Regions from separate parts of the Ovis aries genome. Here region 1 is linked to region 2. Evidence: chromatin contacts called from public Hi-C data. All regions are on one chromosome and are shown on one strand. The core of a region is the stretch at or near the end of the contact, and the rest is flanking DNA. Distances in the headings are between cores, read along the strand shown.

Region 1 (4,980 bases), core at 362-2,861, 210 kb before region 2:
GTGCCTTGGGTTCTGTCCATGAAAAATCACAAATCTAGAGTTGGGAGCATTCTGTGCACACTGGACAGTACTGAACAGTGCCCTTGAAATGGTTTAGATGAGAATACTCAGGGTTAGGTATATTTGATCCCAGTTATGTGAGTGCTAGGTGGCTTCAGGCATGTCTGGCTCTTTTTTGATCCCACGGACTGCAGCACCAGAGTCAAGAGGTGAGAGGTCAGGAGGGGCATGGCCACTGGCAAGGCCTCATTGTGGCTTGGCTGAGTGGCTGCGAACACCGCTGCTCCTCTGCTCCAGCAGCCCTTCCCAAGGCTCCGGCCTTCCCTGTGCTCTGGGCTGCAGCAGGAAGCAAGCTCCCAGGTTGTAAAAAACCCACGCAGAGTGAAGGACAAACGAGCCTGCGCTGCCCTCTGCTGGGCTCCCGGCGCATACCCACCACTGGAAGGACTGATGCTGGAGCTGAAGCTCCAACACTGGCCCCCTGATGGGAAGAGCTGACTTATTGGAAAAGACCCTGATGCTGGGAAAGATTGAGGGCAGGAGAAGGGGACAACAGAGGATGAGGTGGTTGGATGGCATCACCGACTCGATGGACATGAGTTTGAGCAAGCTTCGGGAGTTGGTGATGGACAGGGAGGCCTGGGGTGCTGCAGTCAATAGGGTCGCAGAGTCAGACACGACTGAGCGACTGAACTGAACTGAACTGAACTGAACCCACCCAGAACTCAACAAAACAAAGTAAGGCCTGGTCCAGAGAGCTGGGCAGGCCCCAGAGGACGGTGCAGACCCGGAGTCCTTAAAGGGGACCCCCAACCCTTTCAGGCCCGCTGGTCGCTGCTGCTCAGGCCCCAGAGTTTCTCACTGGGGTCCGATCCCTCCTCTGAGGGTGCAGCGGATGTCACCACCAGCGAGCCGCCCCGGCTCTCCCCTCCTGGCCGGAGCGTCAGCTGCTCCCCTGCCGGGGAGGGTTAGTCACTAAGTCTGTCCGACTCTTCGACCTCATAGGCTGTAGCCTGTCGGCCCGTTTGCTTCTCCAGGGGGATCTTCGCCACGAGCTGTTCGTGTGTTTTGGACCCGATTAGGTTGAAGTGAGCTGACAGGAGTTTGTGATCAGCGGAGGAAGGTTTGAGTTCATTTCTGTGTGACAAGGTCGAGGGGACCCCCGGGAGGTGCGTGGTTGGGCTACCAGGAACGGTCCTCCGTCCGGGAGGAGCGGGTCAAGGAAGCGAGAGGAAAGCTGGGTCATCACGGCGGAGCTGAACGTACGGAGAAGGGGGAGAGGACAGAGCGTGGGAGTGAGACACGGGATACAGAGCTGGCTGTGTTATTCAGGACGAGGGGAAAGAACGCATGGTTAAAAATCCTCTCTTAGAAATTTTTTGGGTCACGCCGTGCGGCTTGTGGGATCTCAGGTCCCCGACGAGGGGCTGAACCCAGGCCACGACGGCCAAGGCGCCAAATCCGAACCACTGGGCCACCAGGGACCTCCCTGGAGACAAGCTTCTGTTTTAAACGTTGAGATCCCCTCCGTTCTGCCGTTTCTCTAGAGACAGTGAGTGTCTGGGCCGGCGGGGGGCGCGCGTCCGCCTTGGGGCCAGGAGGGGGCGCCCGAGACTGACAGCAGCCGGGGAGCGGCGGCTCGGCCGGCTCCGCCCGCGCTGCTCCGGGTCCTTCCCAGGCCGCTCGGGGCTGGAGTCGGAGCTGCCATCCTGTGCGGGTTCCTAGAGCTGTCACAACCCATTTTCACCAGCTTGGCGTCATGAAACAACAGAAATTTATTGTCTTCCAGTTCTGGAGGCTAGAAATCCAAACTTCGTATCAACGGGCAGAAAGTGGGGTCTTGGCGGGGCTGTTCTCCCGGGGGAGAGTCTGGAGGGCACGCCTCCCCGTGCGTCTGCAGCGTGTAGGGCGCGCGCTCAGCTTGCGGCTGCGCCGCGCGTGCCCGCCTCCACCTCCACGCGGCCTCCACTGTGCCGTGTCTTCTTTCCCGCCCCTTACACGCACAGACACTTGCCACTGGGGTAGGGATCGCCCTCATCCAGGATCATCTCGGGTCCAGATCGTTTTTTTTTTTTTGCCTATTTTATTAAAAAAAATGTTTCGGCTGCACCGCGCGGCTTGCAGGATCTTAGTTCCCCACCAGGGATTGAGCACAAAGGATTGTGCTTTTCCTTAGCAGTGAAAGCACAGAGCCCTAATCCCTGGACCACCAGGGAACTCCCTCCAGATGCTTAGTTATATCTGCTAAGACAATATTTCCAAATAAGGTTGCAGTCACAGATTCTGGGGGATTAAGAGAGAGATTTGGCGGGGTGGGGCGGGGGAGGGGGCACTATTCAGCCCACTACACCTTTCTTTCTGCAGTTTAATAACCTGGTGGGTGACCTATGTTTTATTTTTACTATATGCCTGCTCATGCTTTTATTGGGTGACCTTATCTAATGCTTACTAATACCCCTGAGTATTCAATGGAAGGACTGATGCTGAGACTCCCAATACTCTGGCCACCTGATGTGAAGAACTGACTCACTGAAAAAGACCCTGATGCTGGGAAAGATTGAAGGCAGGACGAGAAGGGGACGGCAGAGGATGAGATGGTTGGATGGCATCACCGACTCAACGGACATGAGTTTGAGTAAACTCCAGGAGTTGGTGATGGACTGGGAGCCCTGGCGTGCTGCAGTCCATGGAGCTGCAAAGAGTCAGACATGACTGAACAACAAGAACAAGGAGCCCTGTGGCAGATGGTACTTAGGAGAAAAGTGAGGCTTAAGAGACGAGAGGGCTGCAGAGCTGGGCTTTGAACCCAGGGGAGCTGTCCTCTTGAGCCTAAGCCTTTTATTTTTATTTTTTTTAGGGCCTAAGCCTTTTAATTTCATGCTGCCTCTTGGTGGGATCATGTCTCTACCGGGAAGGCTGCTGTGGCTAGAAGCATCAGAGTGGCTAAGGAAATCTGCAGTTTTGTGGAGGAAAGTCGGACTGTATCTTCTCAGCTTGAGCCCTATAATCCCAGAGCAAGCTTTGTCACCAGCATCGTCACAGAGAGGATGCAGAACGCGCAGCATGGGGAGGACACCTCTGTCCTCCTGCAGAGCCGCCTGCCCCTCGCCAGGTGCCTGGCATCCTCAACTTCAGGCCTGTGGGCGCCGGTGTGGGAGCTGCCTCCGGGCAGGGGGCAGCCTGTTGGTGGGCAGCCACCGGCAGCATGCCCACAGTCACCAGCCCATGTGGGGGTGGCAACAGGTGCCGGGGCAGCTCAGTCCATGCCCAGGTGCCACGGGCAGAGGCTGAGGGTGGCGGGCTCCAAGGAGCAACCTTTCTGTTCTTCCCATGAGTGGCACCCGCAGGGTGCACCAGGCCCTGCACTAAGGAAGCTGGCCGAGCTCAGGGAGGGCTGGGGCAGCCAGGGCCTGATGGCTTCTCCCCTAGCTCCCGGCCGCTCACCCACAAGGGCAGCAGCGGCTCCAGGCAACCCTAGATGCAGACAGAGGGCACGTGGCAGACTTGTCTGGGGTCGACTGAGCCTGCTGGCGCCTGTACCTCAGGCTCGGGGTCTCTCTGAAGTCCTCCCCCTGGGCTGATTTAGGAATCGGGGACTCTGGAGACCCCTGGTCTTTCCACCTAGGCGCCCCGGGCATCTGAGGCTGGGCTCAGCGACGACCTCGGGAATGCTCGCATCCTCTGGACCAGATGTGAAACCTGGGAGCCTGGGGCCTGCAAGGGCCCTTCCGTCCCCTCACGGCCCTGCTGTCCTCCCTGGGGCTGCGGCTTTTGGGACAAGGTCTCAGGCTAACTGGGGCCCCGAGACTGCAGGCGCATGGTTGGAGAGCTAACTCCCAGGCAGGCGGCGCTGGCCGACCCTTCTGTTTTGGAAGCAAGCTGCCCATGGCCCAGCCGCAAAGAGGCCTCTGTCCACCCATCGGTCATCGGCAGGAGGCTGGCCATACAGCTCAGGTGGGCAGGACACCGTGACGTCCTTCTCCTTCCTCACTGCAGTCTTTGGGGACATCCGTCTCAGTTGGCAGATAAAGCAGTGCTGAGGTCTCACCACCGTTACAGTTCCTGCAGCCCCGGCTTGGGCCCTGGTCACATCTGTTGGTGACATCTGCCAACAAGGGTCTGGGGCATAACACTGAGGAGAAAGCTGGTCCTGAGGGTCACTTGAAGACACAGACACTTCATGGGTCAGGCCTGAGATGTGTGGAGTCAGCAGACAGCGGCTAGGATGGCTCAGACCAGCAAGGCGAGCCTCAGGCCGACTGGAGTTCCAACTGCTACAGACCCCCCGTCAGAGGGTGCTGGCAGCAGACGTGGCTGCTGATGGGACTCTGGGCTTGAAGTGTCCAGCTCGCTGGCAACGCTGGTTAATGAGATGGCTGTCTGGGCCAGTTCAGCCTGGATCCTGGATTCATCAGAGTGTCTCCATCAGAGTCTCCCCTGGTCCGCTTCACTTCATCTTCCTGGTGGGAATGCTGCTATGTGCCCTGAAACGAGGTCATTTCCTGGGACCATAACAAGGTCAAGTGACCCCAAAGTGTAAAATCCAGTTTTTATTCATTGTTAATCAGCTATACCCCAATACACGATAAAAAGTTAAGCAAAATAATGTTAACTTTTCTCTTTATGAACAGGGTCCTCACTCACAGTTCTGTGTGAATTTGCCAATTTACTTATAGTTTGTTTATAATCCCCAAGTCAATACTTGCAGCCCTTCGATGACCATTCATGGACATGTGCAGACTGGTTGACAGGTTGATCTCCCCAACACGCATGTTCTCAGGTGAGGAGAAGCGAGGCCGCGCCCTGCCTTGTCTCAGCTCCCTGCAGGCATGGCCAGGGGATGCAGGCAGGGCACAGCGAGCTCTGCCTCTGGGGCCTGCCCGACGGGTCTGGGTCCCGATGCTGGCCCGTTAGCCAGGGGGCCTCAGCCAAGTCACTTAATACCTCTGAACCTCATTTTTTTAATACAGCAAAACAGAA
Region 2 (4,640 bases), core at 917-3,416:
ACAACGCCGTCGCCTACGGGACCAGAAACAACGACGAACTCATCCAGAGGAACTACAGGCTCGCCGCGCAGGTGGGTCCGCCCGTCCTGAGGGTGCCGCTCGAGGCGGTGACGGACCCAGATAACCCGAGACGAAAGTCCCACTCAGAACTTGATGCGAGCGTTGCCAGAAGGGTGTCTTTCTCCGAGGTTACTAGACCAAGGCCAAATGCTAGAAATCAAAACCTTGGTCTTGGACCCGCGAATTCTTGGCCCCGTGCCAGCCAGTTGGGACTTGCCTGTGTCTGGAGGTGTCTCGCCAGTTTCTACCTGGGCTGGGATCACTTCCAGGAAGGTTTCCTAGGAAGCCCCATCAAATCCCCGGGGTCTTGAATCTACCTGGACACAGAATTGTACGGGGAGTGGGGTGTCTAAGGTACCTTAGATGCCAGGATTCCCAAAGGACGCCTAAAGTGACCCCATAGATGGCAGCCCGCCAGGCTCCTCTGTCCATGGAATTCTCCAGGTAAGAATACTGGAGCGACATTTGCCATTTCCTTCTCCAGGAAAGGACAGCCAAAGTCAAGGGTAATTTCTGGAGGCTTCTGGTTGGTTTTAGGGAAGAGGAAGGGGGCTGGGGTACAGTCCAGAAGGTCAGCGTTTGTCCTGGTTCCTGCCTTCCTGAGTCATGTTCAGTATCCGCCCATAAGCTATGGAGAAGATGGAGCTGAGACTAAGTTCCTTCCTGTGTTGGTGCGTGATGGTACCCTTGAGGCAAGAGGGGAGCGGGAGGGGAACACGGGCTTCTTCCCTGCATCACCCCCACCCAGTCCGTGAATTTCACTCAATGCCAGGGCTGGCCGAGCTTTCAGGAGAGCTGGGTGTAGCTCTTTCACAAACCAGGGGTCCTTAAGTTTTTTAACCCATAAAATGAATAGGCCAGACTCGGGTCTCTTGGGTGCGCTCAAACATCATCCATCCATGGTTATCTCAGACATGGCGATGGTCCTGTGGGCCTGGTGCTTGTGAAGACAGCCGTTTCCTCTGAGCACAAGATTTTGCCACACACATCCTTTCTCCTCCGAATCTTTCCTCCTCAGTTTGCTTTCAGGGAGTATTCCTTCCATCTCAAGTACCGTCTGGTCCAGTCATGGAAAATCCCCCAGCATCCAGATGCCACTTAGAAAAGCCCTACAGAGTAGGAAAGCAGGATCCCGTTTGCTTTTCCTAAGCCAACAATCTTGGCAAGGTGTTCATTACTTACAGCTTGTTATACCTTTAAAAAAAAAGAACCTTGAGAGAACTCATGGGAAACCCAACCATCCCCACCCACGCTTCATCTGAAACCCTGTCTGGGGACCAGTCCCCTTAGCTCAAGGTGAACTTCAGCCACGCGGGTCCTAGAAATGTCATAGTTCAGGGACACCTCGCCTGGAGACCATGTGGTCGTCACCTGCACGGCTCCTTCAGGCCTCAGAGCTCCTGCAGCTACCAACTGTGGGCTACATTCATTATTGCTTCTGTGCCCCCAACCACCGGATGGGATTGCAAATCCATTGAGTCGACCTCATTGGGAAATCTGAGTCTCACTGGGCAGCGCTCTGACTTTCTTCTCACCCCTGGGGTTTCCTGTGTGTTTGGGTGATCTAGGAATGCTACGTGCAGAACACCGCCAGACACTATGCCCAGATCTATGCCGCGGAAGCCCAGCCTCTGGAAGGCTTCGGGGAAGTGCCTGAGTAAGTGTTTCCCCCTTGGGTTGGCCCAGCTCTGACTTGGGGACGTGGGCGGGCTGGAGGGATGAGAGGCTGGGCAGAAACAGGGAGCGTTCCAGTGGGTCTGTAAGCTCCAAGAGGGCACATGTGGCTGCCACCCTGCTCTTCATGGGGTCCCCAGAGGCTTATAGAAAAAATCGAGAAATATTAAAGTGTATGGATATATGGAATAATTCAATAAACATGTATACCATGTTAAATAGGAAAAGTATCTACTCACGGGTATTATGTTGTCTAAAGCATAAACAGAACAGGAGATTGTGAAAAACTTAGTCCTATGATACAAGAAATAAAGACAGCGGTGAGTGCGTCAGGGAAAAACAAATTGGATAATCAGGGCCGTAGGAGCGTAGTCCCTGCTCCATGGAGCGCTACACGGGGGTGCAGTGTTTACCCACTGAGGTCAGTTACACTGACAAGTATCTGTTGGCCCATGTGCACGCTGGAGTGTCTGGAGCTCGTGTTTACCGATCTCTTATCTGGCTGAAACCACACGTGGGAAGAGAAGGGGCTGTGCCAGTGCCCATTGGAAACTGCAAACGGAGCAGCCGTTTACACATCAGTGCAAATGGGGAAGAGGGGAAAGCAGGAAGGGCCTGTTTCTTATGCGCGTCATCTCTGTGAACTTGCAAAATGGAAGAGAAATCGCCTTCCTGAGCAGGTGTGTCGGGCACACCCCATACAGAGTCTCATGCCTGCTGCTCTTCAAGGTCTGCCTGTGTCCTCGGTGCACGCCTGCTGAGTCACTTCCGTCGTATCCGGACCCTTTGAGACCCCGTGGACGGTAGCCCTTCAGGCTCCTCTGTCCATGGGATTCTCCAGGCAAGAATACTGGAGTGGGTTGCCATGCCCTCCTCCAGAGGATCTTCCCAACCCAGGGACTGAACCCGTGTCTCTTACGTCTCCTGCACTGGCGGGTTCTTTACCACTAGTGCCACCTGGGAAGCAATTCTCAGTAACTTCAAGAAAAATGAACATACTGCAAAGAAAACCACTTTCAGTTGCTTTTCTGTTCAGTGCACTGAGGTAGTCTGGACTGGGCTGTCTGTAGAGCTCAGCCCGTTCTTCTCCAGCCCCTCTTGCTGCTCTGTTCTCTTTAGTTCCTGGTTGAGGAAGAGTCCACCCAGTAATCAGTCCACCAGGCGTGGCACCGAAGTGCCCTCCTGCAGGGACATACCCAAGCTTTGTGAGAACTGACTCATACAGGACTTGGGGGCTTCTCTAAGGAAAAGAACACAGTTATGAATATCAAGATACGGCCAGGGACTTGGAAAGGGTGAAGGACTCAGGCTTAATCGGCTTCCAGCAAATCTGACATTGCTCTGAAAATGGCTGTGCATATTTTGGAATCCCAATACCTTTCCTTATTGTGGGAGAGTTTGACCTCATTCATGGACAAGGGCAGGATATGGAGGGATAGTTCAGTTGCTCAGTCGTGTCTGACTCTTTGCAACCCCATGGACTGCAGCACACCAGGCCTCCCTGGCCATCACCAACTCCCGGAGTTTACCCAAACTCATGTCCATTGAGTCAGTGATGCCATCCAAGCATCTCATCCTCTGCCGTCCCCTTCTCCTCCTGCCCTCAATATTTCCCAGCATCAGGGTCTTTTCCAATGAGTCAGTTCTTCGCATCAGGTGGCCAAAGCACTGGAATTTCAGCTTCGGCATCAGTCCTTCCCCAAGCGTGGGATTGGCACTCAGCGTCTGTGGTGGAAGGGTTGCCCACGTGGTGTCTCAGGACTGTGTCCTGGTCTAGATCCTGCTCCTGAGAGAAGTGCTCTGCCATCTGAAATTGGGTGGGGAAGAGGGGGAGGTGCGCTTCTCCTGTGTGTGTGTTTTTTTTTTTTTTAAGGAAATACTCATAAATGGCAGAAAGGGGTAAAATGCACCTGCCAAAGGCCGAGTTGCCTGCAGGAGGCTTTCTTTGGAACATTATGTTTTGTGTCTTTAAAACTCACCCGAGTGTTGCATCCTTCTTCCCACTTTGCTGACATTTTCTCTACGATCTTTGACTCGACACCTGGGGGTAGCCTCCAGCTGGACTGTGGGAGAGGGCAGGTCGTGGGTGGAGCCCACGTGTCCTCGGTGCTCTGGGAGATCCTTCCAGCTCTGCTCTCACCACTGGGGAAGTAGCTCCCTGCAACCCTGTGCGAGTGCAGACCTGCCCAGGGACCCCTTCCTCATGAGAGACCGACCTGAAGTCTCACCTCACTGCGGGAGGACCTGCCCCGGGTCCCCAGGGAGGACCTGGCCGCCCGCATGACTCTTCCTAAGCTTGGCTTTGGTCACGGAGTCACACAGCATTGTTCTACATGCTTACCTGTAGAGATTCTGGCTGAAAACCCAGGGTTCTTCCGAGGCCTTCACCGTAGGGCTTGTGTGTGGTTTTACTAACACAGCTGACCCCAGCCTCCCGCCCGGTCACCATCATTGGTGCAGGGGACTGTCACACCATCACTCTTTAATTCTGTCACTTAGACCCTTCCAGAAGCCTCCTTTCTGAGCCTTTAAACGTCTTGATAGTTGTTAGGTGTAAGTCCCTAATGCAGGTTCCTGTTTACTTGTTTGACAATCTGTACTAAACATTCTTCATGTTAACAAACATCAAAAATTAGCATCTTACCTCTTAGGGTGGCCATCATAATTTCTGCTTTTAAGCCCTCGAAAACGGCATCTGTTGTGGTCAGACTTTAATGAGATGACCTCTCCTTGACTGTCAGGTCGTATCCTGTATCAGTCGTGACCAGGAGGGCTGCTCCGGGCCTCTGGTAGAAGCAGCCAGAGACGTTGCTAACATCCTATAATGCACAGGACAGTTGCCGCCCAAGAATTGCCTGGTCCCAGATGTCCGTGCCAAGACTCAAACTTTGTCCTGTATACATATT

Evidence for each region. A called contact is a pair of places that touch in the nucleus more often than the background predicts.
Region 1: a contact with region 2 is called in a Hi-C map of liver, with 5 times the contacts expected there. The contact joins two enhancer-like sites. A contact is called at or near these places in 13 of 16 Hi-C or Micro-C datasets (blood, hypothalamus, liver and 7 more).

The regions. Positions count from the first base shown.
Region 1 is chr23:58,172,707-58,177,686 of ARS-UI_Ramb_v3.0, reverse strand. No RefSeq gene overlaps it. Among named protein-coding and RNA genes, the nearest start is that of MALT1, 67 kb to the right of the region's middle. Within about 2 kb of position 1,611, at least 26 of the 54 cell types and tissues checked have an H3K27ac peak or open chromatin away from gene starts, as enhancers often do. A contact at or near this core is called in liver, where this site is marked.
Region 2 is chr23:57,959,922-57,964,561 of ARS-UI_Ramb_v3.0, reverse strand. ALPK2 (alpha kinase 2) reads left to right here. Exons shown (of 13, transcript XM_027960856.2): 9 at 1-71; 10 at 1,629-1,717. Among named protein-coding and RNA genes, the nearest start is that of ALPK2, 110 kb to the left of the region's middle. Within about 2 kb of position 2,166, at least 2 of the 54 cell types and tissues checked have an H3K27ac peak or open chromatin away from gene starts, as enhancers often do. A contact at or near this core is called in liver, where this site is marked.